Linked DNA regions of Mus musculus: region 1 is linked to region 2. A link is a contact called in public HiChIP or PLAC-seq data. All regions are on one chromosome and are shown on one strand. The core of a region is the stretch at or near the end of the contact, and the rest is flanking DNA. Distances in the headings are between cores, read along the strand shown. Region 1 has its middle 35 kb from the start of Ube2q2. Region 2 has its middle 25 kb from the start of Ireb2.

Region 1 (4,273 bases), core at 1,705-4,204, 280 kb after region 2:
GTTCCTGAGGGCAGCAGCCCAGCCTGAGCAGCCCTGACATGCACACCCTTCTCAGGCCATGCCCCAAAACACCTACTCTCAAGCTTGGGCACCTGGAGGGGCACAAGTGGGAAAGGCTGTGCCCAATGTCCCTTGCTAATTCTCTCAGTAGACAAGTCGTTGTGCCAGCTGCTTTCCTTCATGAAAACTGATCAAACTAAGGCCCCTTCCTAAAGGACAGGCTGAAACTGACCAGCTTCCTGCTTCTAATGGAGGGTGCTCTCCCTGGTGGAACTGTACCAGCCTCTAGTCAAAGACGATCCTTCTGAGTGCCACAAGACTCATCTGAGGATTGTTTCCCCTCACCCAACACAAACAGGAAGTTTAATTCAAATAATACCTAGAAGTTGAGCTGGGGCTATGCCTCAGAGGGTAAAAGCACTCATATGAACCTGAGACCTTGAGTTCAGATCCCAGCAACCACAGAGAGAAAAGCCAAGCATTGTAACCTGGTACTAGCATGTTCAGAGATAGGAGGCACACTGGAGTATCAGGGAAAAATACAGGACACGGTAGAGCAGGACACACAGTGGCATCCTCTGGCCTCCATACACATACTTGCAGGCTCTTACATATGTACATGTTCACCACATGCGTGTGCACACACAAAAATCATGCCCAGACTGCACATGTATGCCACATGCACGCACACACATGCACACAAATCATGCCCAGAAGGAGCTGATGGTCCCGTCCTGACTGCATGGAAATTGAGCTGTGGACAGCTGAAGCTAGTTAGAGCTTCCATTATCACACACCACCATGCAGACCAGCAGCCCGAGCAAGCTGCACATGAATGGTACTAGCCAATGCATGGCACCTTGGTCTGTGTGCAAGTGCACAAATGCATTGAGGGAAAATCTAGAAATAAACAATTTTACTCTTAGCTGCCCTGTAGGTCTTTGTATCACTTTGTTGAAGTTCAGCTTAACTCCTGTAGCCTTTTTGGTCACTTTTTTTTTTTGAGTTGATAATAACTCTGTTTCAGTACCACATAGAAAAGAAAATTATAAGCTGATCTTCTTGACAGACATGGATGCAAACATTTTCAATAAAAATGCTGGCAAACTGAGTTAAATATCACAGCAAAAAGATCATTCATCATTTGAGACTATTTGAGCCGAAAATCTTCTTTTTGCTATACTGGGAATGGGGATTGGGGGTAGCAGTCACAGGTTGAACCCAGGGTCTTCTATATGCTAGAAAAGCTCTCTTTTGGTCACGTTTTTAACTTACTTGTTTTGTGTGAGGAGGTGAGTGTGGAGGTCAGAGGTCAGAGTGTGGAGGTCAGAGAGCAGTATGTGTGGAGGTCACAGGACAGTGTGTATGGAGGTCAGAGGTCAGAGTGTGGAGGTCACAGGACAGTGTGTGTGGAGGTCAGAGTACGATGTACAGGAGGGGCCAGTTCTCTCCTCTGCCACTATTGTTTTATAAAAACACAAACCCCAGCCATTCGGTTTTACCAAATGAAGGCAGACTCTGTGGAGAAAGCCTGCTAGCTCAGAGAGGCAGAGAAAGCACATAGCTTGCCCTCCTACTCTACCGATGTCCCAGAAGGAAAAGGCTCTCTCTTCTTCTCCACACTCTCTTAAATCCCCTTCATCTCAAAGACCCTCTGTTTATTTACATTCACTCCCTGTCAGCTGGTTGCTTGATCTGCCTCTTGACCTAGAGTTGACTTCATTTAGCTCTGGAGTAAAGGTGCATGCTAGGGAGCCATGCCAAAACAAGGTTTTTTCAGTAAGTAACACAATCTTGGGGTTCACAGTGTGATCAAATATCTTGCAACATACCACATAGGTCCTGAGGATTGAGCTGAGGTCGTCCGGCTTGGCAGAGGATACCTTTGTCCATGGAGACATCCTGCTGACCCCATATTTGATTTGATTTTGTTTTTAGTTTGAACAGTTTAGGATAAAGAGGCCTAGACAGTTTCACCAAGTCTCAGGCCTCTGACAATCTTAGTTAGGACATAGACTCAGATAAAGCTACAATCCTGGGCAGGATTGCTTTAGACACAGCATGAACACCTTTCTAGAGGCCTTCAATAAGAGGACACCGAGGATGGTCTTGGGAGAGGAGCCTTGACTCCAGCCTGGCTGTTTGTTGGGAATGCCTCATATCTGCTGTCACACCTCCTTAGATTTTTTTCTTACATATACTTAAACCCGAGGTTAGCTTTCCCACGAGACAAGTACCTGTTTGTATTCCATTTACTATAGAAGCTCTACAGCTTGGGGGTATGGGAGGTGTAAACTAGGAGCCATTTGCAGCAAGTGCATCGGCTGTGCCGACTTGTATCGCCTGTGCAAATGTGACTTCAAGCAGTTGGGCCACTTCTCCCTGCCTAGTGTCCCTAGTGGAGCTGTGGGTGTCATAAGCTGAGAGCTAAGCCCCATTTTCCCTATCTAGGAGAGAGAAAAGCTAAAGAGAGTGCAGACTCAGATGTAGGACTGCAGAATATCTGCCCTGCTTCCCTCTCCCAGGGCTGTGAGTCACCCTTCCAGGGCCTGCAACACTGCCTCTGCAGGCATGGAAAGGCCACACTCCACACCCTCACTCTCAGTTGCTGGCATCTCCAGCTGAGCCATGTTAACAGTAGTACTGGGCATGTGAAAGAGGAAACATAAACCCATTACTTGTCATCTTGAATCTGGGGCAAGTGGGTCGGGGTTGCTGAGGAGGTTGAGCATTTTAGTGGAGACCCCTGGCTGGCCTTGAGGCTCATGTGTGTCCCAAGTATTCACCAAATGACTTGGTGCTCATCCACCATTCTAATTGAGTGGGGCATCCCGTACGGTGCTCAGGCTGTCAACCTTCATGTCTGGGCTTGCTCCATTCCTATACTGCTGACTGCTATGCTTAGCCTCTGCTACATTACCCTGGGCTCTCTCAGCACAAAGAGAAATGAGGCAGGACCCTAGCCTGAAGGAATTTGCTGGGTGGTGCAGGGGGCAAGAATGTGAGCAGAGATTTCCAAAAGTATGCAAACTGTTCCAGAGAATCTGGAGTCCTTGGTGGAACAGGGACAGAGTCAGAAGTCGGAAAAGATGACAGGACAAGAATAGCAAGTCCAGAAGCAAACATGAGTCTGGAGTATTTACATTACAGCCGGAGATAAAACCCCTAAGAAGAGGGCAAGATAGTCCAGTCAGCAAAGTGTATGCTGCCCAAGCACAGGGACCTGAATTAGACCCTCCCCCTTCCCAGAACTCACATAGGAAGCCTGCTGGCATGGCACATGATTGGCCCTAGGGCTCCCAGCCAATCCACTTGCCTAATTGGTGAGCCCCTGGCCATCGAGAGACTCAAAAGATGTACTGCATCCAAGGAACAACATACACAGGGTTGACCTCTGGCCTCCACGTACAAACACACACAAACACATGTGTACATGTACCCACGTACACCATGTGCAGAGTCCCCCAAAAGATCCTTGAGAAGAGAAGAATTATTCAGTACATTCTACTTAACAGCCTGGAAAGAAATCAAGCTAGAATCATCATTGTCTTAAGCTGCATACCCCAAATTAAAGGGTTTAGCTGATATAGAACTATAAACCCACTACCAATCAACAGAAGGGGAAAATAAATGTTTATGTGATCTTCAGGGTGATAAGAGAATTTTTAAGCTAAATACTCAAAACAGGCATTATAAAGAAAATTAAGCCATTGCCACTTTGGTTTTTCTCAGCATCTCTTCTGCCTTTTTTTTCTGGTGTTTTTGAAACATATAGTTTTGACTTTTATGTAATGAAATTTATTAATGTGCATATTCTATAAAAATACTTATCAACCAATAGGAAAGATGAATATATTAATGAGAAATGGATCAAGTAAAGGGATCAACAATTCAGCAAAGAAGAAATTGACAAACATACACACTCTCATACACTTGAATACACACACATATACTCACACATTTACATACATACACACACACACTCACATACTCAAGCACACATACACATGTATATTACACACACACACACACACACATACACACACAGAGGCAATGCAGTACAGTGGGTAGAAGCATTTGTTAAACAAGTGTGAGGATGTGAATTTAAAACCCCAGGGCCACGGAAAAGCCAGATGTGTAATGTAAGTGTCAGCAACTCCAGAGCTCCTGGGAAGATAGTGGGCAGAGAGCAAACGCCAAGGTCCTCACAGGCCAGGGAGCCTGGCATCTGTGGCAGCAAACAGCATACAGGTTCTGTCTCAAAGTGGGAGGT
Region 2 (4,179 bases), core at 356-2,855:
CCCAACTCTTCCCAACTCCTCCCAACTCCTCCCAATTCCTCAGCTAGCTGTTAAAAGCCCCCTACTGTCACCGCTTGGGTCGAACTCCCCTGGGAGGGACTTCGTCCTCAGCTAGCTGATAATAAAACCTCTCGCAGTTTGCATCAGGTGTGGTTTTCTCTTGGGTCACTGGGGTGCTGGCCAGTTCATACTGGGACTTAAGCGGAGGCCCAGCTTCGGGGGTCTTACACAACAACCTATATATGTACATATAGAGAGCCAGGTAGAGTTATTTACTATGTTATATGTAAGATATCTGAGAGTTAATATTAGTAATTAAGGTTGGAGCAAAACTATGTGTTCAATTTATTCAATATCAAAGAAAGAGGTGCTGCTTGGCAAATTGCTGCCAACAAAACCGTTGTACTTTTATGAATTTTTATTATTCAGTAAACTCTGACATTATGGAAAAACACAAGCTGACATAGGATGCTTGTGACAGTTGTGGATAATAAGCGAAACAACCCAGAATGTAAAGATTACTGTTTCACAAGAGTCAAGCGTTCATCAGCTGAATTTTACTTTGTTTTCATTAGCCCCAATCAACCATCAGTGACTCAGCACAAAAGCTATGTCATCACTAGCTGCCAAATGAAGCATGTGTACCCTTTAAAATGTTCTTAGGATCATAGCTCACTCTCTTGCTCTTTCCCTCTCTGTCTGCCTCTCTCTGTCTCCTTCTCTGTCCTTGTCTCTCTCTCTCTCTTGTCCTATCTTGAGCTGGCCTTTTGAATCCCCCTCCCCACAAATCTCTTGCCTGGGATCTGCTGTGTCACGGTGTGACCTGCCAGGGTATTCAGCCTCATAAACACTAACATTGGTGCCTGTGAGGAGAATATCCCGTTGCATGTGTGCTTGGGGATTGGTCTAAGCCACCCTGAGCCGCTATCTCTTATCTCCAGCTCGCCTGCAACAGACTCCTCACCTTGGCCCTCCATCCATTACGTTGGTGATCCCTCTCAGTCAGCTTAGATGCTTCCTGAGTCTCTAGTACTGATCTTTTCCCTTGGGTGAGGCTTCATTTTTGAGCTTGGTTTTCACCTTTTGGACTCACTTAAAAGTCTTGGTACTAGGCACAGAGTCTGTCCTCAGGCTTGCCCAGGCTAAGCCTTGCCCCCATTAACTGCTTGTGCATTTAATAGTTTCTGCCTTCCCCCTTTGGCCCCCTGGGTGCTAGGGATGCCTTGGACCTCCCCTCTACCTGAACCATGGAAATTGCATCACCTGTACCTCTGGATTCTCCTTTAGGATACCTCTCTGAGAGCCTCGGATCCCTACACCTGCGCCCAATTCAAGGACCTTTAAACAATTTACAGTTGAATCTGGCCTCAATAGCCCTTAGATAATCAGTCCAAATGTGGCCAAGCAATGAGGGAAGGGAAAACTCCAACCCCTGTTTGGTTTTGCCTCATTGTTCTCCCCACCCTCACCCCGCACGTGTAAATGTCTTTAAGTTAAGGTTGATGGATCTGTAAGTTTGTTGCAAAGTGGGAGCAAGAGCAGGAGCTAGCAGGAGCAGAGAAAGCAAAGGAGGAGGCCAGCTGCAGCTGCACACCAGTACTCCCTGGTGCTTAGGTTCCGAACCCAGCCGCTCACCTAACTCCACCCCCATCCCACACCACACTTGCGCTAAGGTGTGTACAGATCTTTTGTGAATCTGATTCCAATTTCTGGAGCCCAATTCTTCCGCAGCAGCCTCCCTCTGGCCTGCTGTGCCCTCCACAGGGTCTCCCTCTGGCTCCTGCCGTCTGCTACACCAATGCTCTCTTGCTCTCTCCTGGCTATCTCTGACTCTAACTTGGCAGTCCCATCTCTTCAGCTCTCAGCCTCCTCCTGGAGCTTACAGGAACACCTATAGGGTGTCAATTGTGACCCTTTCTCTCTTCCTCTGTCAAGAATCAGATTTTATTACTACAGCTTGGCCTCATTACAGATCAGTGGCCAAAAATTGGCGCCCTTGATTTCCAAATTCTCAAAGATTGTAACAACTTCTGCCACAACAAAGGATCCTAGAGTCTCTTATCGCTAAGGTTCAACTTCCCACTCTTAAAAAAATCTTTTCTCTAAATGATTTCTCTGCAGTCTGCTCTTAAAAATATCTCTTAGGACTATACTGTAAACTCTATCTCGGGATTTGTAAATTCATTGAATATGGTTAAGAATCTATAAAATCTGTAACAAAATTTGGCTTTAGACTTATAACAAAAGGTTTATAATTAAAGTCTATGATATATAATTTTAATTTGCTGCAATAGATAATTGATCACATACTAGCTATGTGATTCAACTTTTGTCTAGAATATACTGTACATGTAACTTAGACTCTTGTTTAGAAAAAATAGATGTTTCTAAATAGCAACCATGTGGCTCTCCTCCATCTTGGCAGATAACCTTCATCAATATGTAAGCAACCACATGGCTGGCAGCCTTCTTTCCTTAGATGACAGGGCCATGTGACTTCACCATCTTAGGCTGACTAAATAGTATAAAGCAACAATGATAAACTTCTCAGTCCTAATGAGCCCTTAGTTTGCTATTGCTAAGGAAACAACACAACACATCACTAAAATATTTTATATGTCTAACTACTTATATCCTTGCTAGTTGTTTAACACTAGGCTTCTAGAAAATTTAAATAAGTAACTATATGCTTGGTAAATAAGGTATATTTGATAGTCAATGTTTGTAAATTCCTCAGGTTCAATCAAGTTCACAGTGATATCTGCCAATCAAGTTTACAGTGATATCTGTCAATCAAGTTCACAGTGATATCTGCCAATCAAGTTTACAGTGATATCTGTCAATCAAGTTCATAGTGATATCTGCCAATCAAGTTTACAGTGATATCTGTCAATCAAGTTCACAGTGATATCTGTCAATCAGGTTCACACTGATATCTGTGTAGCTCCTTTGTCTTTGCTCACTTTCTTAACCTTTAGCTGTTTGGAAAAGCTAATGCATACAAGAAACTATAATAGTCGCCGGGAGTGGTGGCACACGCCTTTAATCCCAGCACTCGGGAGGCAGAGGCAGGCAGATTTCTGAAATTCGAGGCCAGCCTGGTCTACAAAGTGAGTTCCAGGACAGCCAGGGCTATACAGAGAAACCCTGTCTCGAAAACACCAAAAAAAAAAAAAAAAAAAAAAAAAAAGAAAGAAACTATAATAGTCTATAATGGTGCACTATAGAAAGAAAGCTTACTTCATTCAGGTTTATTTTAATGCTAAAGGATTTTCAATTTAATCTTCAAATTTTAAAGCTCAAACTTAACAGGAATAAAGCTGTAAAAATTCTAACTTTATAAAAGCTACTAATTTATAAACCGTTTAGTTTAGCTTTTTTTTTTAGCTTTTTTTTAAATTTATTTTTTGCATACGAGTACACTGTAGCTGTCTTCGCACACACCAAAAGAAGGCATGGGATCCCATTGCAGATGGTTGTAAGCCACCATGTGGCTGCTGGGAATTGAACTCAGGACCTCTGGAAGAGCAGTCAGTGCTCTTAACTGGTAATGCTAACTACTGGGAAAATCTGCCTCATGCCTCACCTGCCACCAAGACTCTGCACAAACTGGACATTTTGGTGTTGGTTACCCTACTTGCCTGGTTCCAAAGTTCCTCTACAGGAAAAATCTCAGAGCTGGGTCTGACAGTTGAAGGTCATGCTGCTCTGTCCTACAGCTAAAGACTAAATGCTGTCCTCTACGAAAGCGAAAGACCTACAACTACTGCCCCAACAAAGCTATGGAGACCACCAGAGCCCAAGGTAACCTCTCTTAGGCAATGGGGATGTCTCTGTCACTTTAATGGATATGTGGAACATTTAGATTATACTTCCAGCTATAATTTATCCTTCTCTGATCTCTGAGGATGTTGATTGAGTAACCAGCATTAAGACCAGCAAGCAACACCTGTTTCCCAAGGCTTCAGCTGCCTTCTCAATTCTTTTCATATGTAAAACTCAGGCCACTGGCCTCACTCTCCTAGGCCTCCAGCCTAGAAAGAAACAGTTCACCTCCTTACCAGACTTTAAAAGAGATAAACTCACAAAACAGGTTTCAAAGTAAAATTTTGCTATTCTTTTAGTTAAAGGAATTTGCTTTACCGTGACTACTCTTAATTATCAAGCACCCATGTCTCC

Evidence for each region. HiChIP or PLAC-seq counts read pairs in DNA pulled down with a chosen protein or histone mark.
Region 1: a contact with region 2 is called in an H3K27ac HiChIP or PLAC-seq map of embryonic stem cells, with 4 times the contacts expected there. The contact joins two enhancer-like sites. A contact is called at or near these places in 17 of 39 promoter capture datasets (the 3T3-L1 cell line, 3T3-L1-derived adipocytes, the C10 cell line and 10 more), 6 of 15 datasets of contacts at CTCF or cohesin (the G1E-ER4 cell line, the NIH/3T3 cell line, embryonic stem cells and 3 more), 157 of 484 Hi-C or Micro-C datasets (3T3-L1-derived adipocytes, the 63-12 cell line, the AML12 cell line and 78 more), 12 of 115 datasets of contacts at active chromatin or transcription factors (T-cell acute lymphoblastic leukemia, astrocytes, bone marrow-derived dendritic cells and 6 more) and 3 of 9 other capture datasets (adipose tissue, embryonic stem cells and liver).

The regions. Positions count from the first base shown.
Region 1 is chr9:55,112,402-55,116,674 of GRCm38.p6, forward strand. No RefSeq gene overlaps it. Among named protein-coding and RNA genes, the nearest start is that of Ube2q2, 35 kb to the right of the region's middle. Within about 2 kb of position 2,955, at least 28 of the 459 cell types and tissues checked have an H3K27ac peak or open chromatin away from gene starts, as enhancers often do. A contact at or near this core is called in embryonic stem cells, where this site is marked.
Region 2 is chr9:54,836,371-54,840,549 of GRCm38.p6, forward strand. No RefSeq gene overlaps it. Among named protein-coding and RNA genes, the nearest start is that of Ireb2, 25 kb to the right of the region's middle. Within about 2 kb of position 1,606, at least 21 of the 459 cell types and tissues checked have an H3K27ac peak or open chromatin away from gene starts, as enhancers often do. A contact at or near this core is called in embryonic stem cells, where this site is marked.